Linked DNA regions of Danio rerio: region 2 is linked to region 1. The links are chromatin contacts, called in public Hi-C maps. All regions are on one chromosome and are shown on one strand. Each heading gives the region's core, a stretch centred on a gene start, on an enhancer-like site or on the middle of the called end of the contact. The rest is flanking DNA. Distances are from core to core; before and after follow the strand shown. Region 1 has its middle 5.8 kb from the start of ebf3a. Region 2 overlaps LOC137496842.

Region 1 (7,519 bases), core at 2,545-5,044:
TGATTAAAGCAAACAGATCTCAATATATACCAAAACTGACAAGATTATGTCAATTGATTGACTTTCCAAACATTTAACAGTATATTACACTGTTAAAAAATCCCAACACAAATCATTTAAGTTTTTTTTTTTTAAACAAATTTAAGTGGATTAAACATAAAACAATTAAGTTGTTCCCCAAAAAACCCTCAAGAATTGTGTTGATTTAGCTCATTTTCATATTTTCCTATTAATGAAGGAATTAAGTTAACTATTTAGGTGGATTGAACATAAAACAATAAAGTTGTCGCAATAAAAACACAATAATTGTGTTGCTCCAGCTGATTTTAAATAAGTAGTTTGAACAAACTACAAATGCATTTTTTGAGTGTGTACTTTATATTTGACCCAACACGTTTGCCTGTTTTCAGTAGCACCATTCCACTAAAGTTCCCCTTTTCTTTGGCCCGCCATCCCATCTAAGGGAAAGTGATGGGATGTTTTCTAGATTCTCAATTCAATTGTCAATTTGCTGTATTGTTATTGTTAAATTAAATGGTGTAAATGAATCAGATTTTGTTTTAATACTTTCACCCGACAATGTAGAGAATTTGGTGAGCAAATCAAGTCAAAGGCAGATAGATTCTGCTTGACCTGTGTATTCAGCATTGAACTGCACTGGGTTAAATGTGATTGTTTGTTAGTAATCGTTTAAAAGTTATACTGCATTAGATAATACAATTTAAATGTGTGTGTTTTTATTTATTTTGAAATATTAGGAAATTACCCATGGCAACTTTAATGTGACGTACTTTGGTATACTTCAGCCCAGGACTCTCAGAGATTTCTGGCCCTTCATACAAAAATGTTTGGGCACCACTGAGATGTGCGAGTAATGTGGTCGCATGGCAATTTCGAGGAATCCACATCATCTGATGTTTTGTGCTGCGCTTAAAAATGCATAAAATGCTGCTTTTAGGAACTAAATAATTCCAGCAGCTGTTTTTCATCTCCATCTTTTGAGGAACATCATTAAAGAGGCTGTTTGTTTGCATCCTCTGTGTGATTAAAGGTTCAGTTACGCACGTGGGCGGCGTCGAGCATCTTCAGAATGAAACTGTGCGAATCTGTTCAGAGATATACAGTACAAACCACAGAAGACACACACTGAGAGAGAGAGAGAGAGAGAGAGAGAGAGAGAGAGAGAGAGAGAGAGAGAGAGAGAGAGAGAGAGAGAGAGAGAGAGAGAGAGAGAGACACACACACAGCTGTGGGACTGTTTCAAGACAAAGCCATTCGTTCACCATCCTGCGTGCTTAAAATCCTGCATTAAATCATTTGTGAAATTAAAAGTGGTCCTTTTGGGTGTGAAATTGTTTTTCAAAGCAAGAGCAGTCCATTAAAACGATTTCCTGATGTATAACTCACATCAAAAAAGCAACGGAAGACAAAAGAGATTTAACTAGCAAGCTTTATATATCAATATTAGGGTTACTCAATTAAAAATTGATGGGCTAATAATGCACCTGGATCCGATGTGACCTGCCATTATGTGGATGTAAGACACGTCTCTAAGTGAGTGTGCGCCTCCACTCTTACGCCGGTGCCGCTGGGAATCGAAACTGCAACGTAACACAGCAATAAGGGGCTGAGTGAACTCTGACCCGCTGACCCTCCCTATTAGAGACGGCAGCTGGGGAATTTCATTTTGATACAGCAAGGCAGTCACTAACAGTCCCGCTCCGTGCTACGAGTTGTCATTTCTCACATTTTCAATTTCTTTCCTCCGTAGTTTTCATTTCATAGCGTTGACCTTTTTGACTCTGTCATGTGGAGTGTTTGGGTGATGTGCTCTCAGGAAATAGCTGGAAGTTCCCAATGATAAATTGTGGACTACGTTTACTAGTTTGTGTTGCATCACAATAGCGTTGCGGCTGAGCGACGATTTGTTTTGTTTGGCAGATTATCCTGGAAGTACCATTTTGATGTTTCCATTTTGCTTTAACCATAAACACACATAGTTTTGTGATGCTGTGTGCTTTCTGACAGCATTAGGATTGTTCTGGGTAAACCACACTGCATTTAAATGTCATTTGTATAAGTGTGGCTTTGGATTCTAAACTATTCAGGGAAGTGGGCAATTCTAGTGTACTCGCAATTTGTCAGCTAAATTATTACTGACTCAAAGTCTCTTACATTATGATCTTTGCTGACCATCTGCGATGCCTTTTTTTTCTCAGTCCCAATGTTGGTGTTTTCTGGATCTTTATGTCAGGGAGTCAAGCAGTTGATGTAATTTTTTATGGCAAGCCATACTAAATAGTTTAATGAATATGTTTGTAGTAATAATAATAATAATAATAATAATAATAATAATAATAATCTGAACCAGGAATAACTATTGGCTGTAAAGTTGCCTTCATATTGTATGTAAGCATTTACATTTTCTATTAGATAGAAAGACAGACAGACAGACAGACAGACAAACAGATTGTAATATTAATATGATTATTTAGTGCATTTTAACTATAATAACTATTGTCTGATTATGATCTATATGGTTTCCTCAAAAACTGATATCAAAACAATTGATGTCACTTTATTTCTTAGTCCCAATGTTATTGTCTTTTACGTTTTTATGTCAGGAAAACAAATTTAAATTAATATGTTTGTAATAAAAATACTACTACTACTACTACTATACCAATAATAATAATAATAATAATAATAATAATAATAATAATAATAATAATAATAATAATAATAATCTGAATAAGGAATGACTATTGCTGTAAAGTTGCTTTTCTATTAGATAGATAGATAGATAGATAGATAGATAGATAGATAGATAGATAGATAGATAGATAGATAGATAGATAGATAGATAGATAGATAGATGATACATGCATAATTTAGTAAAAATAAAAACAAAAAATTAACTATAATAACTAGGCTATATTGTCTGATTGTTATGCATGTTTTACTCAAAAGCTGATCTCAAAACAATTGATGTCATTTTTTTTTTTCTTAGTCCCAATGTTGGTGTTTTCTTCATTTTAATCTCAGGAAAGCCATTCTAAATAGTTTAATGAATATGTTTGTAGTAATAATCGGAATAATAATCTGAATAGGGAATTTAATAAGCATTAACCAGTGCTTACACTGGTTGTAAAGTTGCTTTCACATGTAGCATTTACATTTTCTATTAGATAGATAGATAGATAGATAGATAGATAGATAGATAGATAGATAGATAGATAGATAGATAGATAGATAGATAGATAGATAGATAGATAGATAGATAGACATGCATAATTTAGCAAATTGTAACTATAATAACTATATTGTCTGATTGTTTTGTCTAATTTATCATGTCTATTGCTAAAGTTCATTATTTATTTTTGTTAAATACAATTCTTTTCTATTCTATTAAATTATTCAGCAGATGTACCGTGCTTCTCAGAAATAAAATGAATTTAATTTAAATGTTTTTTACCATTGCTTGCACTCTACATCAGATGCGGCCTCTGACCTCAGAAATAAAATAAGTTGAATAAATAAGTAAATAAATGAATGAATGAATGAATGAATGAATGAATGAATGAATGAATGAATGAATAAATAAATAAATAAATAACCTTGAAGCCATGGCACCTAGTTACTTAATTATGTTACCCGTCTATTCTTTTCTGCAGCATATGCAGGCGGACTTCAGGCTCAGACTAGTTTTTTTTTCTTCACCCCTCAGGCCTGTAGGTGGGGCAATGGCACCACATAATGGTCCTTTCCGTGCCAGAAAAGCCTGCGATCGTCTCACCTACAGGGGCAGAAGTGACTGAACGCCGATAGAAAGGCCTGAACAGACAGACAGACTGGTGGCTCTTCCTCTCGGTTGCCAGATGTTCAAGCTCCCAACGAGCGTCTGATTTGAGAAAATAACCGGGAGAAAGTAGGTCAATCACGTCTCATGAAGGACGTGCTGCTGGTGACAAACTCATTGCAGGGTGAAGCTGTTTAATACCGAGAGTGCTGAAATCTCTCAGTGTGTGAGGGTGTGTGTGTGCAGGGGCCCCGAGCGCAGGTGCAGCTGACGGCCCCGCGCCGTTAATTACTCCGGTAAACTTTGTAATCACGAGAGTTTACGGGATCTGCTGAAATGAGGTGGAGCTGACCCGCTCCGTCTCTTTTCAGAGTCCATTTCCACTGGATATTTTACATGTTAATTGTGTAGAATGGCTCTCCGCTCCTTTCTTTCTATAGGTGCTGCCTGGAGCTGCGCCTCGGGCTCTTTCTCTCTCTGCCTCTTCATTTCGGCAGCAGAATGAAAATGCTAATTATTATATGGCAACCTCGACATAACCAGCCCATTTCACATGTTCTGCTGTTTTCATTTAAAATCAGCTGCGAATCACGATCTTTGTTACACTGACACACAAAGAACGAACTTCAGGCTAATAATTGTATGATAATAATTGTTATTGTTGTTAGGGTGTTTATTGTTATTATTATATTATATCATTATATTATTAACGATTATACAATTCATAATTCATATAACTGATATTATATTATTATTAGAATTGTTATTGTTATATTTATTTTATATATAGTATGAATTTATATAATTTATTATATTATATAATTTTACTGTTATATATAGTTATATAATAATATCAACATTTATTATCGCTCCTGTTCGAAGGGTTCGAACATCAAATCGAAGGGTCGTCTGGAAGAAATGCTTAGTTTAAAATAAATGCACTCAAATGAATATTGAACATCCAGCGATGTGACCTGTTTAATGTCGTCAGGTTTGAAGTTATTTCCAGAGAACTATAGAGCTGAAGTTTGTAATTGTCACTGGAGTTGTATTGGGACATCTGCTCGACTGTATCAAAGCCGACACGGGAGTCCCAGCGGCTGAGCAAAAATCTGAGTTAATTAGCGCGATACATGTTTAATTAAAGCCAATTACAATATCTAAAATTACCTAATCGAAACCTGTTTTCACAGTGAAGGTGCCCTCAGCACGATCTGTTTCACACAGAAATAACACATGCATTTTGCAAGCACATGCACTTCTGCACAATACAGATGCTGCTGGATATGAAGATTTTTTGTGTGTGTGCAAATAAAAGCATCAGCAGATATTGGACACGACAGCGTGTCACACGATACTTTATTTGCATTTCTTTCATTTTATACAAATACATCATCTTATGTTTATTGATTAAATGTTTATATTTGTGAGTGCAAAACGAGTTAATTGAAGAAATTAGGTTAAGAAATGATTCCCTTAAACTTAATGACGTTTGCGTTTTCGAAGTTTTCCTTCGCCTTTTTTAATCTATTTGATTTTTACAAATATGAATAAAACACACAACATTGTGAGGTGATAAATTCTAGTAGATTTTGAAAGAAAATCAGAAACTGATTGGCTTATGTTTGATCGATATTCAGCTATTGATCAGAGAGCGCTTCCCGGTTTAATTGTGCTCTGATCTGAAGCGCTGTTCCAAAGACGCGTCAAAAGGAGGCGCTCTTCATCAAATTTCCTTCAAAGATTTAGAGATGCTCCGCCAAAAGCTCCTGCTGTTTCCCCCGGAAAATAATTTAATCTATTTCACGTTTTATTCCTTTAGACCGATGCTCCAAATGTATATTTGAGGGAGAAAATGAGACCCGTCATATTGGTTCTGATATTTTAGACAACCTAAATAATTAAGTATAATGTTTGTCTATTTTTCAACTATTAATTTATTATTTATTCATGATTTTTATTATTTATGCTTTGTTATTATTTAACGCTACTTGTTTTTAATTACTTATATGCGGTAAAAAATAGAACGTATACTTTTATATATGGATAACACATTCGTTTTACGCTTTAAAACAAATGGCCAAAATAATGTTATGCAATATAATAAGCTCAAGTGCATTTAAAGGCGCCAGAAACGACAACAAACTGTGACGGGAACGATGACTTGACTCTAATAGCAATGCACATAATTCATCAAGATTTTATTTGCCCTCATTTTTCCCTTTTCTGATCATTAACGATGTAATTAGTTGTCATGATTAAGGCGAAGAGAACATATGCAACAGTTTAAAAATGCAAAGACGAATGATTGATTCGCCCTGTTTGTCATGCACTGACGTTTACGCATCTTTGATTTCCATCTCTCTCTCTCTTTCGCTCTCCCAATCCCTATTAGATAAACCCAGCACAAACGCAGAAAATTATTTTCAAGTCATGATTTAAAATGCAGATATGAAAATGAAGACTTGAAATGTCAAGTTTACACATAAATTGCGCTCTGTAAAATCCAGAAACTCTCGGATTGATATTCCTAAGGTAACGCGTCTCTTAGCATCTCTACATTAGTTATGATGAGCTGGTTCACGCCTTTCACTACATGACGCGTTCTCTGAGTGGTCAGTTGTCCGATTTTACGCACTAGAATCTCAGCACTGCTAATTTAATTTCATGTCTCAATGCCAACACCAGCCCGAACGCACATGTCAACGCTTTTCTGGGGTGCTGGAGACAGACAGGCCCTCCTCACCCTTCTCCGAGCAATTTTATCACGGCCAAGCCTCACCTCCAGCTTCTCTGGAGTTTGTGCAGGTGTCATTTCTGCTTTAAGATTCAAAAACTGGGCTTTTGGATGATCTGGCCGTACGCAAAGATGCAAATGGGAAAGTCGTGGTGCGCTGGTATGATGCGTGGAAGGGACATCTGGGCACTGGCCATCTGACTGACTTTGCCTTGACATCTGGGAAAGCCACTGGTGTGTGGCACGCGAATCGGTTGATGTCGCTATTTAAATGCAAATTTGTTGGGGATCATTGGAGCCTCACCCCGTAAATTCACACAAAAGGAACACTTCACACACAATAAGGAGGAGGGTCGTTTCTTCGGGAGGTCTTGGCAACGCCGAACAAATCTTATTCAAACCCACACACACCTTCTGCATGACTAACTTTTCCTTTGTCCTGCGCTCTCGGTTAGTACATCTCCCCAAATAAGATCTAACATGGGCAGACAGAATAGAGCTCAATCCGCAGCGTTCACTTTAAAGAAATAAAGGTTCCAGTTAGAAACATAAAGCTTTTATATGTCATGTTTTCAACAAAAATTAAGAAATAAGAGTGATTATTATATTATAATGTTACATCGACATTTTAAAAATAAAAATCAACAATTAAATATCTAAATATTTAATACATGAATATTTATTATTATTATTATTATTATTATTATTATTATTATTATTATTATTGGCTAACTTTTTTCTCTACATAAAATGTTTTATGCAATATTGTAGCTGCGCTTTTAATCTTCCACATTTTTTGCATAACAAAAACTGACATCTGACACTTGCGAAATGCAAAAAAAAAAAAAAAAAAAAAACGCAATTAAAGCCGTTCTCCAAATAAACATGCCGGATGTTTCGTGTCATAAAACAGAAATTTGTCCCGCACCTTATTTTCAAACGGCGTGGAGTGAAAGTTGCTGAATTAAAGAGCGCATTTTGCA
Region 2 (7,519 bases), core at 3,117-5,616, 830 kb after region 1:
CTGTAAAATATATGGCCGTAGAATCCGTGACGTTACCCATAGGTTTCTCAAGAACACAAAATAAGCTACCAGAAGGCGTGGCCAACTGCCGCCATATTGTTCACGCATCATCGCATCAACCGAGGGATACCAAATAAGGGCAAAGAGGCGGAGCTAGAGACGCATGCTGGCACTCTGCTTAGGCAAGCTTTCCTAACAATGAAACGCTTAATACTTCATTACCTGAGAGTATCGTTTGTATTCTGACCTCTTGTGCTTGGTTGTACACTACATCAATAAAGTGTTTAGACTTTTAAAAGTTGTAATAAATTGCGCCTCTAAACATTGTTCTTATGAGATTTTCAACAGGAGCAAAATGTGAATTCCAAATACTTCAGATATAGTCTGTGTTAGTAAATGCAAGGCTTTTTATGAAATCCAGGCATAACACTGTATGACAATCTAAAATGATAAATGATCTTAAATAAAACAAATGCATTTAGAGATGGTATATAAGTATATAATTTCACTCTCCTGGGAAATGCAGGTCTCGTGAATGGTTTGTGAGCACACTTAAGTGCACACAGCATGCCATATCAATTGTAAGAAATAAGTCCAAAAGGCAACTGACTGTGTAAAGCCTCATAAAACAACACAAAAATACGATGAATATGCTGACATCAGCGGCTAATCAACCGGAATCAGCTGAGGTGAAGTGAAGGCGACCAGCGAGACCTAGCTGTCACTCAAGTGGCCACGCCCTTAATTATGCAAACTTAATATAGAGGAAACAGATGAGTTAAAAAAAAAAGTTCACCCCCTCACAGTTGTCATGAACAGTAATATTAGCTGTCTGAACTGAAATCGTTCTTTGTACCAGGCTGTGAACACCTTTTTTTCTGCTGTAAAGTTGGCCATTTTAACAGTGGGCTCAACGGAAATCTGCTCCATATGGAGCCAGGACTAGCGGAATTTCGATGAATTGCAGTTTCAGTTACTTCCGTATTGGCTTCCTGAGGGAGAGTGGGAGGGTGGGAGGTTGCTGCTTGGTCTACACTAATTATAGATTTGACAAACATTAAATTGTATTTAATTATTTATACAGCGAAGACAATTCAACGTTATTTGATTAATGTTGAATCCTGTTCTTAAATGCTCTTAGACTCCACAGAAACTCACAAAACATTCATTCATTTATTTCCTTTTCGGCTTAGTCCCTTTATTAATCAGGGGTCGGCACAGCGCAATGAACCGCCAACTTATCCAGCTGGTCACGTTGCGAGCATAAAAACTTTCCATTCTGACTTTACACTTTTTTTTGGAGCCCTATTACTCTCCACTTGATAAAGTTAGTCTAAGAGTGAAAAGAGTGAACTCTTCCTCACGTGTACTGTCGTTTCTTCTGAAGGAGTTTCTTCATCTGTGGTCTCGCTGCGAGTCTGGTCTGGATCTCAGCGTCCACATTCAGTTAATTAGCGTTGGGTCTCTCCGCAGCCTGCAGGATTCACGCGGCGCTGCTCAGCATTGGCGAGCGGGGAGCTATTACATGGCAGGAGGACGACGACACCTTCATCCTCTCCGCATGATGCACTGACCCGCTCAACATCCACACTGTCAGGCTTCTGGACAACAGGAAGACCAGCAAACTTTTTTGATTGCGTGACACCAAACTTACCTTGACAGGCCCGGGAGGATCGGGACATGCTGTGTGTGTGACCGACTCAAGCTGAGCTGAAGTGAGGCTTTCTTAAAGTCACTGTCTGCTGGAGTTACACTCACTGCTTCAAATGCATATCGGATACTTTGTGCAGGAGTGATGGCGGCTTTGGAAGAACCGCTTCATGGTCACTATTATGAATCATCTGTTGTGAATCAGTGGTTCTGAGAGCTGTACTTGGGGAAGAGTTCATACATCAGCATAAAACACGGTAAACAATTAGAAAAGTAAACCTTGTAGACAAACTTCATGGTGTCTTGAGAAAGCAGAATCTGAAAGTTTGACGTAGCTTTTAAATTTAAAGAATTGAAGGAATTTTTAAGAAAGTTGATTCAGTCATAACCATGTGTAGGTTAGTATGTTTCTAGTTAGGCAGTTGATAGGGGGTTCTGATTGGTTGTTAAATTGTTGCTAGGCAGTTGCTAAGGTGTTCTAGGTTGCTGGTAAGACATTGCAAGGTGGTTGCTAAGGTTATGTATGCCAGTTGCTAAGGTGTTCTAGGTCATTCCTAAGGTGTTGCTAGGTGGTTGCTAATGTGTTCTAGGTCATTGCTAAGGTGTTGCTAGGGTGTTGAATTGAATAGAATTTTGGTTCTGAGTGGTTGCTAACGAGTAGCTAGGTGGTTGCTATGGTGTTCTTAGTGGTTGCTAAGATGTTCTAGGTCATTGCTAAGGTGTTGCTTGGTAGTTGCTAAGGCATTGCTAGGCGGTTGCTAAGATGGTCTAGGTTGTTGCTAAGGTGTTGCTAGGCGGTTGCTTAGGTGTTCAAAGTCATTCCTAAGGTGTTGCTAGGTGGTTGCTAAGGTGTTGCTAGGCGGTTGCTAGGGTGTTGAATTTTTGTTCTGAGTGGTTGCTAAGGCATTGCAAGGTGGTTGCTAAGGTGTTGCTAGGAGGTTGTTACGCAGTTATGGGTGGTTGCTAAGGTGTTGCTAAGTGGTTGCTAGGTCATTGCTATGGCATTACTAGGTAGTTGCTAGGCAGTTGCTAAGATGTTCTAGGTCATTGCTAGGCGGTTGCTAAGGTGTTCTAGGTCATTGCTTAGGTCTTGCTAGGCGGTTGCTAGGGTGTTCTGATTGGTTGCTAGGAGGTTGTTAGGCAGTTCTGGGTGCTTGTTAATGTGTTGCAAGGCAGTTCTGAGTGCTTTCTATTGTGTTGCTAAGGTATTGCTAGGCGGTTACTAAGGTGTTGCTAGGTGTTTGCTGATGTGTAGTTGCTGAGTAGTTGCTAGGCAGTTGCTATCATAAATTAGCATGGTTCTAGTATAAATTAGCATGTTGCTAGCATGTTTCTAGCATAAATTTGCATGTTATTTACATAGCTGTAGTATGAATTACCATGCAGCTAGCATGTTTCTAATATGAACTAGCATGGTGTTAGCATGAATTTAGAATGAATTAGCATCTTGCTAGTATGATTTGTACATTTCTAGCATGTATTGGTTTGTTGTTAATATGGCCCATGTAAAGCCAATGCCAGTTTTTTCTATAATGGAAGTCTATGTGACAGTTGCTAGGGTGCAGTAAATGGTTGCTAGGGTGTGGCTAGTAAGTTGAAAGGTCATCAGTGATTGGTAGGTTGTTAGTTTGAGGTAAATGAGCCCTGTATGAGTCTGTATGACAGTCTGGCGCAAAGTTATGAGGTTACAAAGTTTGGTCCAATCAGTCAATGAGACTTTTGAAATTTCCAAGTCAGTTTTAAGAAAACCGTAAGTCGGATCAGTTGGAAAAGATATAGCAGCTTAATTTAGCATAGTTTGGAGGTTTGGAGTTAGTTTGGTGGTTGTAGTATGAGCGGTCTAGGAGAAGAAGCGTTCTTAAAATAGTCTAAGAAGACGGAACAATAATACGTTTCTGTAGGATATCAGTTTTCTCAAGCCACCATAATTAGCAAGCATAGTTTAATACAATAGACCTAAAATAAAAATATGTATATTATTGTTTTGTGAGTGGCAGCGCAGTGGGTAGTGCTGATACCTCACAGCAAGAACGTCGCTGGGTCAGTAGGTGCTTCTGTGTGGAGTTTGCATGTTCTCCTTGTGTTCATGTGGGTTTCCTCCAGGTGCTCCGGTTCCCCCCACAGTCCAAAGACATGCGCTACAGATGAATTGGGTAAGCTAAATTGTCTGTAGTGTGTGTGTGAATGAGTGTGTATGGATGTTTTCCAGTAATATGTCGAATAAGTTGGCGGTTCATTCCGCTGTGGTGACCCCTGATTAATAAAGGCACTAAGTGGAAAAGAAAATGAATGAATGTTTGGAGCAACGAATATGCTCATATATTGATCACTTTAATGCTTGGTATTAGCCAAAAACAAGTCTGGATTTTCTGAGACCCCGTGGCCTATTCAGAAACACTACTTGTAACCTTCCTGCTCACTTCCAGGAATCTGATTCTTGACTCTTGTTTCTCTCTCAGACAGTGTGTTTGGGCAGAATGTGCGATTTGTGAAGCTTTTGGAGCTGAAGTTGACAGCGGATGAGCTGCGGTGACCATCTCACTGACAGGCTGTATCTCTGCCCGCGGCCACTGCACAACACATGACACATGAATAGGTAATTTTACCTTTGCGTTACCGGGGTCAAGACCTTTGACCTGGAGGGTCTCAGCTGTCAGTGTCAGGATCAGTTTCAGCGCTCGCCCTGTCAGACGCTTCAAAAGTCAGCGACAACATCCTCCACACCATCCCTGCGGCTCTAAACACACACACACAGATAGAAACAGAAGCTGCCACACACTGAAGCACAGACAGAAAGAGAAAAAGCAAAGATGGTGACCTTCCTGCTTCATGGCAGTAGCTCAGTCCCAAGAGCAGTCCCGGGATCTTTTGATATTTCAAAAAGTGTCATGTCTTTTTTTTCTTTCTATTTTTCCTTCTATTGTTGCCCACTGATATGTCACATTGTTGTTGAAATGAAATGCAACACTTGCCAGGGTTGTGATTTCCTTGTTTTTGTGTTTTTTTTAGGGAAGCCCAGTCATGTCTCTTGTACAGCTGCTGAGTTTGGGAAGTTTGGGAAGAGCTGCAGGAGCTGTAGGATCTGGACTCGTATATGGCAAGAGAGACTTTATTTCCTTACTATTCTGAGTCTGAAGTAGAGGATAGAAAAGAGTTCTAAGAAATACTGTAGTCTAATTGCTTATTTTTCAGTCTTAAAATATAATAAAGCTTATGTAGGCATTCAAAAAATAAAGGCAGAAATACAAACCTATGTGTCAGCATTTATTAGAAAAGAAAAAAGAAAAACGATTTCAACATTATAATAAAAGTTAATAACAAGTTTTTATGTTGGCATTAAAAAAAGATCCAAATTACAAACTTTTGTTGAAATGCTCCAAAAAAGGTTAGAATTACATATTTATTTCAGAATTCTTAAAATAAAAGGTGAGAATTACAAACTGTCGGAATGCAGGAATTCATTAAAAAAAATCTACAAAAAGTGAGAATTACAAACTTGTCAGAATTACAAGTGAGAAATAAAAAACCTTTGAATTACTAACTTGTTGAACTTCTCAGAAGTGAGTTACAAATTCATGTCAAATTATTAAAAAGTCAGAATTAAAAAATTGTTGGAATTAAAAAATATATATATATGAATTACAACCTAATTTCAGAAATTTAAATAAAGTCAGAATTACAAATTTGTCGAAATTAACAAAAAAAGGTCAGAATTACAGTTTTGTGTCAGAATAAAAATTAATTCACAATTACAAACTTGTTGAAATTCTCAAAACTCAGAAAAAAACATGTTAGAATTCAAAAAAAGTCAGAATTACAAATTTATCAGAATAAAAATGAATTACAAATTTGTCAGAATTTTCAAAAAATTTAATTACCAATTTGTCAATTACAAACCTGTGTCAGGGTTCATAAAAAGTGTCAATTCTCAAAAAAGTGAGAATTACAAACTTGTCGAAAATTGGCGAGATTTATGTCAGAACTGTAAAAATAAAAATAAAATAAAAAAATAAAATCACAATTCTCAAAAATTATTCCTAGTTAAAATCTTACATCTGAATTTCTAAAAAAAAAAAAAAAAGTGTCAAAATTTTTCTAAAAGGTGACAATTATAAACTTGTGTCAGGATGTTAAAAAAGTAAGAATTACAAACTTATGTTGGAATTAAAAAAAATTACAATTATAAATGTCAGAATTCTTAAAAAAGTAAGAAGTACAAACTTATGTAAAAATTTATCAAAAGTCAGAATTACAAATATTATGTCAGAATTCTGGAAAAAAAGTCAGAATTACAAATGTGTAGGAATTTGAAAAAGTCCGAATTACAACCTTTAGTTGGAATTTAAAAAAAGAAGTGTCAGAATTATCATTAAAAGAATTACAAACTTCTCAAAATTCTCAAAAAAGTCAAAATTACAAACTTGTGTTAGAAGTCTCAAAAAGGGTCAGTTCCTAAAAAAAGTGAGAAATACAAATTTATGTTAGATTTCTAAAAAGTCAGAATAACAAATTTGTTGAAATTAAAAAATATATTTGAATTACAACCTAATGTCAGAATTCAAAAAAAGATGTGATGGAATTCTCAAAAGCCAGAATTACAAACTTGTGTCAGAATTCTCAGTGTTGGAATTTTTAAAAAAAATGTAAAAATTACAAATTAATGTTGTAATTCTCAACAACAACAAAAAAAAATCAATTGCAAACTTAAGCTTTATTTTTTTTTAAGTCAGAATAACAAACATGTCTGAATTATCAAAAAAGTCAGAATAAAAGCTTGTGTCGGAATTTAAAAGAGTGAAAAAAAAAGAAATGCTAAGAAAAATTAATTACAGACAACAGAATAAAAAAAGTCAATTACAAACTTGTCAGTTTTCTCCAAAAAAAAAAAAAAAAAGCATTCCAATTTTAGGAAAAAAATTCCAATTGTTTTGAAACTGTAAGCTCAAGGCCAAAGTGAACAAAAATGCAGTACTGCGGATCAGAAGTTTTTTTTTTTCTAAGAACGCGTATAAGTCTGAATATTCAGAAAAGAGTTTTGTGAGATGTTAACATATTTTAATCAACAAGAGCAAATATATACCAGGTATAGTTGCACTGCATGTGTGTTGAAGATAGAGTGGACACAGATGATGCTGGTACTGTAAGTTTGCTGGCGAGATGTGCAGTTTTCTATGAACTCGTACAGGTGAAGAGCCGCTTATTGGAGCGTTCAGCTGTTTCTTTGTTTCCTACCAATAACTCACACAGTCTGAGCCTCAGAGAATGCTGGGATACGGTTTTTGTTGTATTACTGCTGGTGATCATTTAATCGACTCCAAAGTGTAGTGCGATGTACAGCAGCTTATATTTTGGGCATCACACGCTCATGAACGTTTTCTATGCCTTAAAATGGGAATATTTATTATTTTTATGTAATCTGTAACACCATATTCATAACAAAAACACGTATGTTTGATCATAATTAAATGTTGGTATTCATGTTCACAAGATTAAAGTTATAAACGTGCCACTAATGTTTAAAAAATAAATTCAAATGTTAAATTTAACATTGGTTTAATTTTATAATGGAGAATGTTGAGAACATTTAAAAACCTTCAAATTATGTTTTAGTTAATATTTTATGTTTAATTTTACTATTATTATTATATATGTGTTGATCAAATTAATATTCATTAATATTATGTTCAAATTATATTTCAAAATGTTTAAAACATGTTTTTTATTATTATTTTTACATTTAATATTATTATTGTTAATATAAAACATGTTCATCTAACATTTAATAATAATAATAATAAAATTAATAATAATAATTATTATTATATTCAAATAATAATTCAAAATGGTATTATTATTTTTACATTTATTA

What was found. A called contact is a pair of places that touch in the nucleus more often than the background predicts.
Region 2: a contact with region 1 is called in a Hi-C map of embryo, with 2.9 times the contacts expected there. The contact joins two enhancer-like sites. A contact is called at or near these places in 3 of 18 Hi-C or Micro-C datasets (caudal fin, embryo and hematopoietic stem cells).

What each region holds. Positions count from the first base shown.
Region 1 is chr12:44,508,282-44,515,800 of GRCz12tu, forward strand. No RefSeq gene overlaps it. Among named protein-coding and RNA genes, the nearest start is that of ebf3a, 5.8 kb to the right of the region's middle. Within about 2 kb of position 3,795, at least 18 of the 62 cell types and tissues checked have an H3K27ac peak or open chromatin away from gene starts, as enhancers often do.
Region 2 is chr12:45,340,760-45,348,278 of GRCz12tu, forward strand. LOC137496842 reads left to right here. Exons shown (of 9, transcript XR_012388171.1): 8 at 4,110-4,246; 9 at 4,660-4,896. It overlaps LOC137496776 (a long non-coding RNA gene), which reads right to left. Exons shown (of 11, transcript XR_012388176.1): 10 at 4,257-4,387; 11 at 1-1,601. Among named protein-coding and RNA genes, the nearest start is that of ptprea, 420 kb to the right of the region's middle. Within about 2 kb of position 4,367, at least 6 of the 62 cell types and tissues checked have an H3K27ac peak or open chromatin away from gene starts, as enhancers often do.